2 separate regions of the Hordeum vulgare genome follow, and region 2 is linked to region 1. Evidence: chromatin contacts called from public Hi-C data. All regions are on one chromosome and are shown on one strand. Each heading gives the region's core, a stretch centred on a gene start, on an enhancer-like site or on the middle of the called end of the contact. The rest is flanking DNA. Distances are from core to core; before and after follow the strand shown.

Region 1 (4,510 bases), core at 1,388-3,887:
TGACGAACTCTGAAGGGCTTGCTCTGCAGAACACGTGGACAAATCTGAGTATCTGAGAGGATAACAATCAGACATATATGTAAGGAGTTGTTCTACCTTGGATTATAGAAGATGGTGAACCGGCTATTTGTAGATGCAGCATGAGCAGCTGCAGCCAGAAGACCAATATGCATGCTGTCACTAGACAATACTGATGATGGCATGACCGTTTGCGACCTATTTGCTCGACGTATTCCCAGAAGCAGCTGATTGTTGTCATTCCTGATCAACCAAAGACACAAATGAATATCAACATAAAACTCTGCTAAAAACGGTAGGGTATGGAAGCACTGAGTAACTGTTCTAAAAATAAATAAACTGGAAGAACAGATGTACCAGATAAATAGGACAGAGTCTCCAGCAACCAGTCTCTTTGCACTTATAAAGACGCTCCAACCTGTTGTCAGAAGATGCCGCTTTGGTTGACCTGCACCAGCAATTTGATTTGAAGTTATTTGACATCATATACTACTTTTTGAAATCTTACATGAGCTGTATCAAGCAAGGCTGTATGAAATGAGGGTATGTACAAGGCTATATAGACTATACATGACCGAAAAATTCACAAAGGAAGAACCAACAAAAATAGCTACAAAATAACTAACCTCGAAAGATATGACGGAATTTCCACTCATTGCCATGCAGGTCTTTTGCCATCAACTCCTGTGCTGGAGGCTGCTGAGTGAAATCCTACAAAATTATCAAAGGAAAATACATAATTAAATGAAGTTCATTTCATCCGAAAATGTAACATGTGGTTAAAAGATACAGCAAACAATTGCTGATGAACAGCACGTACCAGCGGAGGAAACACCTTCTCCGCTGCTCGGCGGGGAACAGAGAATCCACCATGCGTACTGGTGTCACTTGCAGTTAATGTTTTGCAAAAATAATTCGTTGGTTGTTTGCTAGCATTGCCCAATTCAGCAGGTAGAAATGGGTCCTTGAGTTCTTGCTGGAAACAAAATCAAGATAAAATATAAGTTTGCTACAAACAGAAGTACATGCATAGATGGCACTAGGTTGGAAATCCTGTATTACTGGGCTGAGTGGCTGTAACGTCATCTGTGCATAGACCTCATCTGTCTCTGCATCAGCCTGAAGGAAAAAAATACAGCAATGCTTATGAGACAATGCTAATGTCAGTACTACTTGGGTCTTGAAACAGATTCATTATATCGATCCGATCTTACGTGCATGGTCACATTATGCAGTTGGCATATAAGCTGCGCAGGCAGGTTCGGATAGTTGGGGATCTGCGACTCCATTTCCTTGTTTGTTGATACCGATACCTATGGTAGAAACTCAACCATGTGAGTCCATTAGTGTCTTAAAAATCTTCAGTTCTGGCAGAACCATCTAAGAACTGCTGCGAGACATGGAACTCAAAAGGGACCTTGCGAAAATGAAAACAATTCTGCAACCATTACTGGTACTCGGAGATACTCTACAACATCTCCGATCTACATCGTTGTACTGGGAGGAAGAATGGTAACCTGCTCACTGTGACCTTGAGGAAAATACAACACCCGACTGCCGACCGCAGGCAGAGAAACGAGGGGGCCGGCACAGGCGTGCCACAACTCTGAGTTTAGGCACTTGTGCTCTTCTGATACTGAAAAGGGAAATAGTTTGAGCATAAGGTACAGAAGATATATGAAGTTCAGTTAACAATCCTGCATCCAAGTTCAGAACCTGCATCCTACTTTAACACCTTCCACTGGGGAAAAATATATTTGGCTAGAAAATCTGCACTATTAAATACTAGAAAATATATATATATATATATATGTATATTTATAAAATTTAAATGGGCAGACTTGTAAAGAACCAGAAACTCTGTCATCAAGTGTATTAGTGTTGCATTAACATAACAGTTGTATGTTGTCAAGAAGCGTAGTAAAGAAATCACCCAAGGAAGAATAAATTGATAGTAGGTTGATGGGGCTCACATGATTACACACACAGATTTAAAGCAAGCGAAGTGAAAACTGCCAACTGAAATGCCAAGACAATAATACCTTCCGGCGACGCCGGCTGATCCGGCAGGCAACCGCCGCCGGCCGACGGCGAGAGATTCATACTTGACGAGCGAGCGTGCTTGAAGGCAACACGGGGAGCCCACGAGACGGGGAGGCGAGGGAGCGGAGAAAACGAAAGAAGGCTTCGTTTCCTGTTTCTACACCAAATCACGAGCGCTTCCAAACAGCATCACCATCGCTGTCTCCTTCCCCGAACCGGCCAAGCCAAACCTCCTGCCTCCGCCGCACCCGGCCCGAAGGCGCGGTCCTTTTCGATCCAAGAACTCCGAGTTTTCGAGCCTCTCGATCCAGGAGCCCCAGCCCCGCCTCCGGGAAGCGTCAGGGGACTGGCGGCGGCGGCGGCGGGAATGCGCCGCCTTTGCGGCCGCGGGAGCTAGGCAAGAACCGCGCCTCTCGATTGCGAGAAGGCGGCGGCTCGTCAGATCTCGCCGCCACGGGCTCCGAAACGGCAGCTCCCGGCTCCGGAGGACCCGGCCGTGGCTCCACGGCAGATCCGCCCGCCGCCGCCGGTGTCGATCAAGCTGCTGCTGCTTCTTGCCTGTAGCTTCCTGCCTGCTCGTGTTGCTACTTAGAAGAGAGAGGGGGGGGGGGGGGGGGGGGGGGGAGGGAAGGTGGCACAGTGCACTTCTTCTTCTCGGTGCTACTTGGTTCTTCTTCTTGCTGCAGCTTCTGCGCCTTGTGCTGCTGCTCCAATGCAGTTCTTGGGGTTTTAACCCCACGAGCGGTGCTCTCTCTCCCTCTCTCTTCTCTGTCATGCACTTTAAAAACCAACCTTTTCTCCGTGCAACGTGCATGCTTCCGGTAAGTTTTTTTTTCTACATTTGTTCTCCACCGCACCCCGTGTAATTCATGCAAGTATTCATGTAAGTATGTACACGGCTGGAAAAGGTTCGCCTCGTGTAATTTACAAAGTATGTACACGTCTATCATCAAACCAACATGTGGTTAGATGATTAGAGAACCTTGGTATCTTCAGCCCATTAGAATTCATGCTATCTTCAATCCATCAGAGTTTAAGTCTCGTCGATCGCTTTAAGTGAAAGTAGTTTTTGAAGGTGCACATAGTGGTACGATGTGTGTGTGTGCGCGTTCATAAGAATGAATGTGATACGCTTTGAGTGAAAGGATACGAGGCGTCTACAATAACTTTGTAAACCTTAATATGACATGCCGGCTCAATCTTTCGGGGTGTTCATAGAGATAGTATGTACGTGTTTGCGTTTATAGGGTGTGTGTGTTCATAGAAATGAATGTATGCACGTGTATATGATTTATAGGGATGTGTGTATGTTCATAGAGATAAGTGTATGCGCGTATATATAAATGCTTACGTCTGTATTGTTAAAAGAAAATATACACCATATCCACAATGAAAATTCAAAATTGTCATGTAGAAGTAGCATAAAAAATCAATAGAAAAAATGCCATGTTGCAGCGATTAATTAATGTCTTTCGATTTGGACCCGATGTACTTGAAGACTTCGGTTCTTTAATCAGATGTATATTAAAATGCATGTTTGTTTATCATTGCTTTATTTTTTTTAGAAAAAGAGAATGAACATGGCCTTTGCATCTGAATTACTCCATTAGCTGAGTTTAGTTTATGTACAACATACATTTTTTTCCGCGAGGAACAGCAGGCGCATTACACTTTGAACTTTCACAAATACCAGCCAAATTTGGCGAATCCAGAACAAATCAAATTAAGTGGCGCCGTCGACGAACAAACGTCTACATGCTTTCTATTCTACGGCTGCTTCACGATTGACAAAAAACGTTTTTGCCGCTGGATCTCTTGATAAAGATAATCGCCAGATGACGGAATATCGAAACGTGTTCGAGAGACAAGAAAAGGCGTCAACTTCTTCTTCTCGTATACGTACATGTATTTTTCAGTCGTGGTCAGCTAGTGGGCTTTTTTTTTTCCCGTCCCGTGTAGATCCCCCGTGATAATGCCTTTTTGACCAATGTTTACTCGCCATCATTAACGTATTGTGTTCTTCTCGTCTCTTTTAGTAGTAGTAGTACTCCATTAGCGTGGTCAAACCAGCGTACGTGTACGACTTGATATGTTTATTGCTTCGAGCACATGCATCTAGACTGGACTTAGTTTAAATTCACTCAACAGTGTACTGCTGGGGTGCTGGACCTCTGCTGGCCCCGGCTCTTCGAGGCCCTCGTGTGGAGCGCAAACTTTTCCAAGGAAACTTGTTTAATCCGTATAAATGTGTAAGGTCCATATCGTTCAATTGATTTTCATAGGATTTTAGAGGATTGAATCCTGTTGGGTTTTTTTTCTAAGAAATCATTTGTACTCCCTCTATGAAGGAATATAAGACCATTAAGATCACTACATCCACTCAATGATCTTGAAAAAATATTTTATTTTCTGATGCAATCAAACAAAATCAAATTTGATAGGATTCAAA
Region 2 (4,603 bases), core at 1,459-3,958, 140 kb before region 1:
CAACTCTATAGCAGATTTGGAGGGGAAATAGGGGTGGAGGGAGGAGGGGAAAGGGGGTGGCGCGGGGAGGGTAAGGGGGCTGGTGGGAGAAGAGGAAAGGGGTCGCAGGAGGATGGGGTCGTGGCAGGGGTGGTAGTGCGGAGGCTGGAGCTTGCTGCCATTGGCTGGTCACCAGAGATGATGAGGTTGAGGTATACAGCAATTTCACCTTGCCATGGCCTCCCTCCCTCCCTCTCTCTCTCTCTCTCTCTCTCTCTCTCTGCTGGTTCCAGCGTGCGCCAACTCTCCTAGCCCATGGCGTCCAATTTCAGGCATGGCGACCCAAAACGTGTCATATTGACGATATGGCCATTTGGGGACGTCACGTGAGTATGGCAGGCGCCACACGCCAAAAGTATCGCGAGCCTGGACGCTTTAGGCTGGGACCGCGCCACACCTTTATATCGTCGCTACAGCGACAAGATAACGACACCTTAAAAACATTCATAAGCACTGAACATGACTGCAACTTTAATATGTCTGTGTACAAGAGCAAGACAGCTCATTTCAGATTAATTTGTAGGTATAAGACACAAAATACTCTCCCATCAATTTATCATCATAATTTGGCTCTTATATGCACTAGGAAGTTGAAACCAGCATAAGATCTGGTGTGTCGTTTTCCTGCTGTAGTTTTCAATTCATGCCAATATAAAGGAAGTAAATTAACTAAAAGTCTTGAATTGGCTGGCACAAACTTTGGAGCAGATATGATAATTTGGCTCTTATGCACTAGGAAGTTGATACCAGCATAAGATCTGGTGTGCCGTTTTCCTGCTGTAGTTTTCAATTCATGCCAATATAAAGAAAGTAAATTAACTAAAAGTCTTGAATTACCTGGCACAAACTTTGGAGCAGATATGATTATGGACCAATATATCATGAAGCAAACCCGCAATCAGAAGCACTATAGAAGAATGAATGCTGCAAACTAAAAACATGACATGAACTTGACAATCCAAAGGGTCAAAGATTGAGTAGAGTCATTCTACAGAATCGGTGACCTTGATCTGCATAAAATACCTAAGCTACCAGATTAGCTTATCTGTTTGATTATGAATTCACTTCAACGGAATTATAGGCAGGTGCAGGTCGTATGTAGCAGACCACAATAAAACTTAATGACATGTCTAATTGGCATGCATCAATATCCTTACTACTTTCGCTCATAAGTTTTAAGATTCTAAGCATCCTAGGAATGTTGGCTCGTGTTGCGTCGGGGTTGGGAGTCACTGGTGGGCCACCTGTAAGGGGTTGAATCGCTAATGTGTACTGCGTTTGGGTCCACTCCGGGTGAACATGTCATATGTATGTTTATTTATGTGTTATCTGCAACAACAGCTCAGTCAACCTCCCAGAGAAGATACCGCCTCCACCTCATAAGAGTGAAGCCAATAAAAAAGAGCAACACAAACGTAATTAAAAGCCAGTCTAACTCAGGTGTGAAACACACAACAAAGCAACTAACCGTACCCGCCTGCATAAAAACACACTAAAAAATGCTTAACTCAAACACGTTAAAAAAGGCTTAACTCATGACTGAAGGACGGGGCGGCAAAGCACGCGCCACCCTATAATTGAGGATGAATCTTGGGTACATGATCCAAGGCTAGGTTTCGTAGGACTAATAAAATAAATGGGATTGAGAGAGGATGTTCCTTACATTTCGCACACCTGGATCTCATGCTTCAAGTTGCAATCCTCTGCGCAGCAGAAGCGGAAAGCATGGTGGAAGTGGCACACTGGCATGTGATCCATGTCAAACTGGTGCAGGAACGAGCACGGCTCCGCTTTCTTGCAAAGCCCACGCAGCCAGTGCTGGCACACGGTCTGCTGGAAGATTACGCGGCGATGGCCATGGGACAGCCCTTTCGTGACCGGGATGGGGGCTTCGGAGGACGCGGACATGGAGCCGGATCCAGCGCCGACGGCGTCGAGGTAGTCCTCGAAGTCGAAGCGGAGGCTGCCCTCGTCGCCGTCCATTTGGAAGCTTCCGATGCCAGGGCCATGGGACGGCCCTCCAGCGGCGGGGATGAGGGCTTCGAAGTAGCCGACCGAGTGTCCGGTGCCAGCACCGGCCGCGTCGAGGTCGTCCTCGAAGTCGAAGCGGAGGTTGTCCTCATCGCCATCCATTTGGAGGCCACAGCCACGGGACGGCCCTCCCACGGCGAGGATGGGGGCTTCGGAGGACGCGGAGCCGGATCCAGCGCCGACGGCGTCGAGGTAGTCCTCGAAGTCGAAGCGGAGGCCGCAGTCGCCGCCGTCCATTTGGATCGAGGGAAGGTGGGAGGGGCTAGCTAGGGTTTGGGCGCTGAGAAATTTGTGCTTGCCCTGAAATTTTCGCTCGGAAAACGTTTCGACCCAGATCCAGCCGACTGATTGAAGCGCTGCGTCGGCCGCGCAGCGAGCCTTCGGATCGTGCATTCGCTGATCCTGCGTCACAGGCTCACAGCGCGTGCGAGCCCACCTCCCGGCTCAAGCTTTTTTTTTCTCTTTTTTGAACTTCCCTCCCAGCTCAAGCTTTTTTCTCTCTTTTTTGAACTTCCCTCCCAGCTCATGCTGGTTTGAGGGGTAGTTTCTTTTCCTGCAGAAATAGATTCTCTTTATTTTTTGCGGGTAGCAGAAATACTATATATGTAATTTTTTTGATGTAAATGTTATAATGTCATCTTGTAGGAGTAGTGGAATACTATATATGTAATTTTCTTGATGGGCTTGGCGTAAATGTTAAAATCATTGTGACATTGACGCACTTGAGAACAGATATAACAAAAGAAAGATCTTCAAGTTATTACAAGGTTCTCCTAACAAAAGGAGACACAGTAAAAACTAATCATCAAGGAAAAAACCATTGGTCAGTAGCATCACGTATTGCATCCATATTAGTTTCATCCATGGGCGGAGCCACGTTAGCACTGGGCCCAGGCCTGTTTCAGAGCTAGAGCGATCAGCAGTGTAAAATGGTGCTAAAACATCTACGAGTGCACTGTGACGAGACGTACTCTTCTCGTGAACATAGGAGCCGAGCTCAACCATGTTAAAGTGTCCATGACATAATTTATTATTATGAATGTAGTTATGGGACACCTGCATGTAATAACTATCATCTTTTGCATCTCGACTTTGTAGCATGTTATGCCAAATATGATTCGTCATTTCATTGAGAACACCAAAAAAATATTTTGATGATATTTAATAGTGACAACTGAAGGTCTTATTTCTCCCTTGCAGAGGTACTAGTCGAAAATCAGGTACATGATATTGTGGACCTTATACGGTGCTAGATGCCCGACTTTGTTTGATATTTGTAGTCAACAAGATAAAAAAATTTGTAGTGATAATTAAAAAATACAATGATAGTAGTGTAAAAGAATGCATGCACGAAATATTACCATTTGACTGCTTTGATGCAATACCCGAAAAAAAATGTATGGGTCATAGGATAACAAACTACTTTGCCTGGTTTTGCTTTTTCCGTCTATCATATGTGTCAAAATGAATGTTTCAATTAGCACATAGAGATACTTGAAAATATAATCAATTTATCACATACCACGTAAACCATGGACATGTACATAATAGGTTGTTAGCCGATAAAAAATCATACTATCCACTATACAAAAGAGGTGTGCCCTCATCGGAGTGGGGCTGTTGCAAAGGTGCAGTAGAGTAGAGGCCTAGCGGAAGGGCTGAGCAGTAGAGTCGATGGTCAACGTCAAGCTTGGAGGCAGATGGAAGGGTGGTGCAACATATGGGGAGGTGGAAGTTGTCATCGGCTTTAAGCATATAACCCAAAGATCGGGGAGCTTCAAGATCGGCGACAATGAGCACCGGTAGTGCAGTGTTGAGTGGAGGATGAGTAGTGGCGAGAGGCAAGCCCGAGCAGTGAACGACAGGATGTGCGGATGCTATGGGGAGAAAGGTGCCAACTAGCGAGTGCTCGTGGGCGAATGGGCAATCAACTCAGGTGGGACGGACACCAACATGGGAGGGTGGAATCGAGGAGGAAATCCAAGCAAGCTCGTTGGGGACACACATGTGTGATGTGTGCTTGTGGCTTCCTACTCGCGCAAGAGAGGTTGGACCTGATATTTTTTTCACTCGAGGGTTGAGTGGCAACTTCAATGCAATAATGTTCCATATGAGGGGTATATATATGGGGAAATAAGTGAATTCACTTACTTTGGCGGTTCATAAAGTTGGTCTCCCGGAGTTTCTTCCAACTCCGCAAGGAGTGTTTTCTTACTATTCATTGTAGGGCAAAACCTCCAAAGGTCTGTAACTTTATTGAAATGAATCATATGTACAGTGTATACAAGGAGTATGATGCTCAGAAATATGTAAAGAATGACCCTAATACAACATACATTCTAAGGTGGGACGTAAGAAACCCATTTGATCATATCATATCTAAACCTAGGCTTAATAATATAAGCCAATGAAGCAATGTCATGTATAAAACCACTCCGACACATGGAGAAAGTGGGCCTCTCACGCATGAAGATTGTAAGATTCCTCTTTACCCGAATATTCCAACATGTCGTAAACACTACTTTGAAAAAAA

The links. A called contact is a pair of places that touch in the nucleus more often than the background predicts.
Region 2: a Hi-C map of seedling shows a contact between it and region 1, with 4 times the contacts expected there. The contact joins the promoter of LOC123401262 here to the promoter of LOC123401291 in region 1. A contact is called at or near these places in 3 of 6 Hi-C or Micro-C datasets (leaf and seedling) and 1 of 1 datasets of contacts at active chromatin or transcription factors (embryo).

What each region holds. Positions count from the first base shown.
Region 1 is chr6H:101,181,565-101,186,074 of MorexV3_pseudomolecules_assembly, reverse strand. It overlaps LOC123401291 (auxin response factor 6-like), which reads right to left and starts at 2,637. Exons shown (of 14, transcript XM_045095065.1): 1 at 2,061-2,637; 2 at 1,536-1,654; 3 at 1,233-1,331; 4 at 1,081-1,137; 5 at 839-994; 6 at 645-729; 7 at 376-466; 8 at 97-261; 9 at 1-23. The coding sequence starts at 2,121.
Region 2 is chr6H:101,317,725-101,322,327 of MorexV3_pseudomolecules_assembly, reverse strand. It overlaps LOC123401262 (zinc finger CCCH domain-containing protein 45-like), which reads right to left and starts at 2,708. Exons shown (of 5, transcript XM_045095020.1): 1 at 1,703-2,708; 2 at 877-963. The coding sequence starts at 2,463.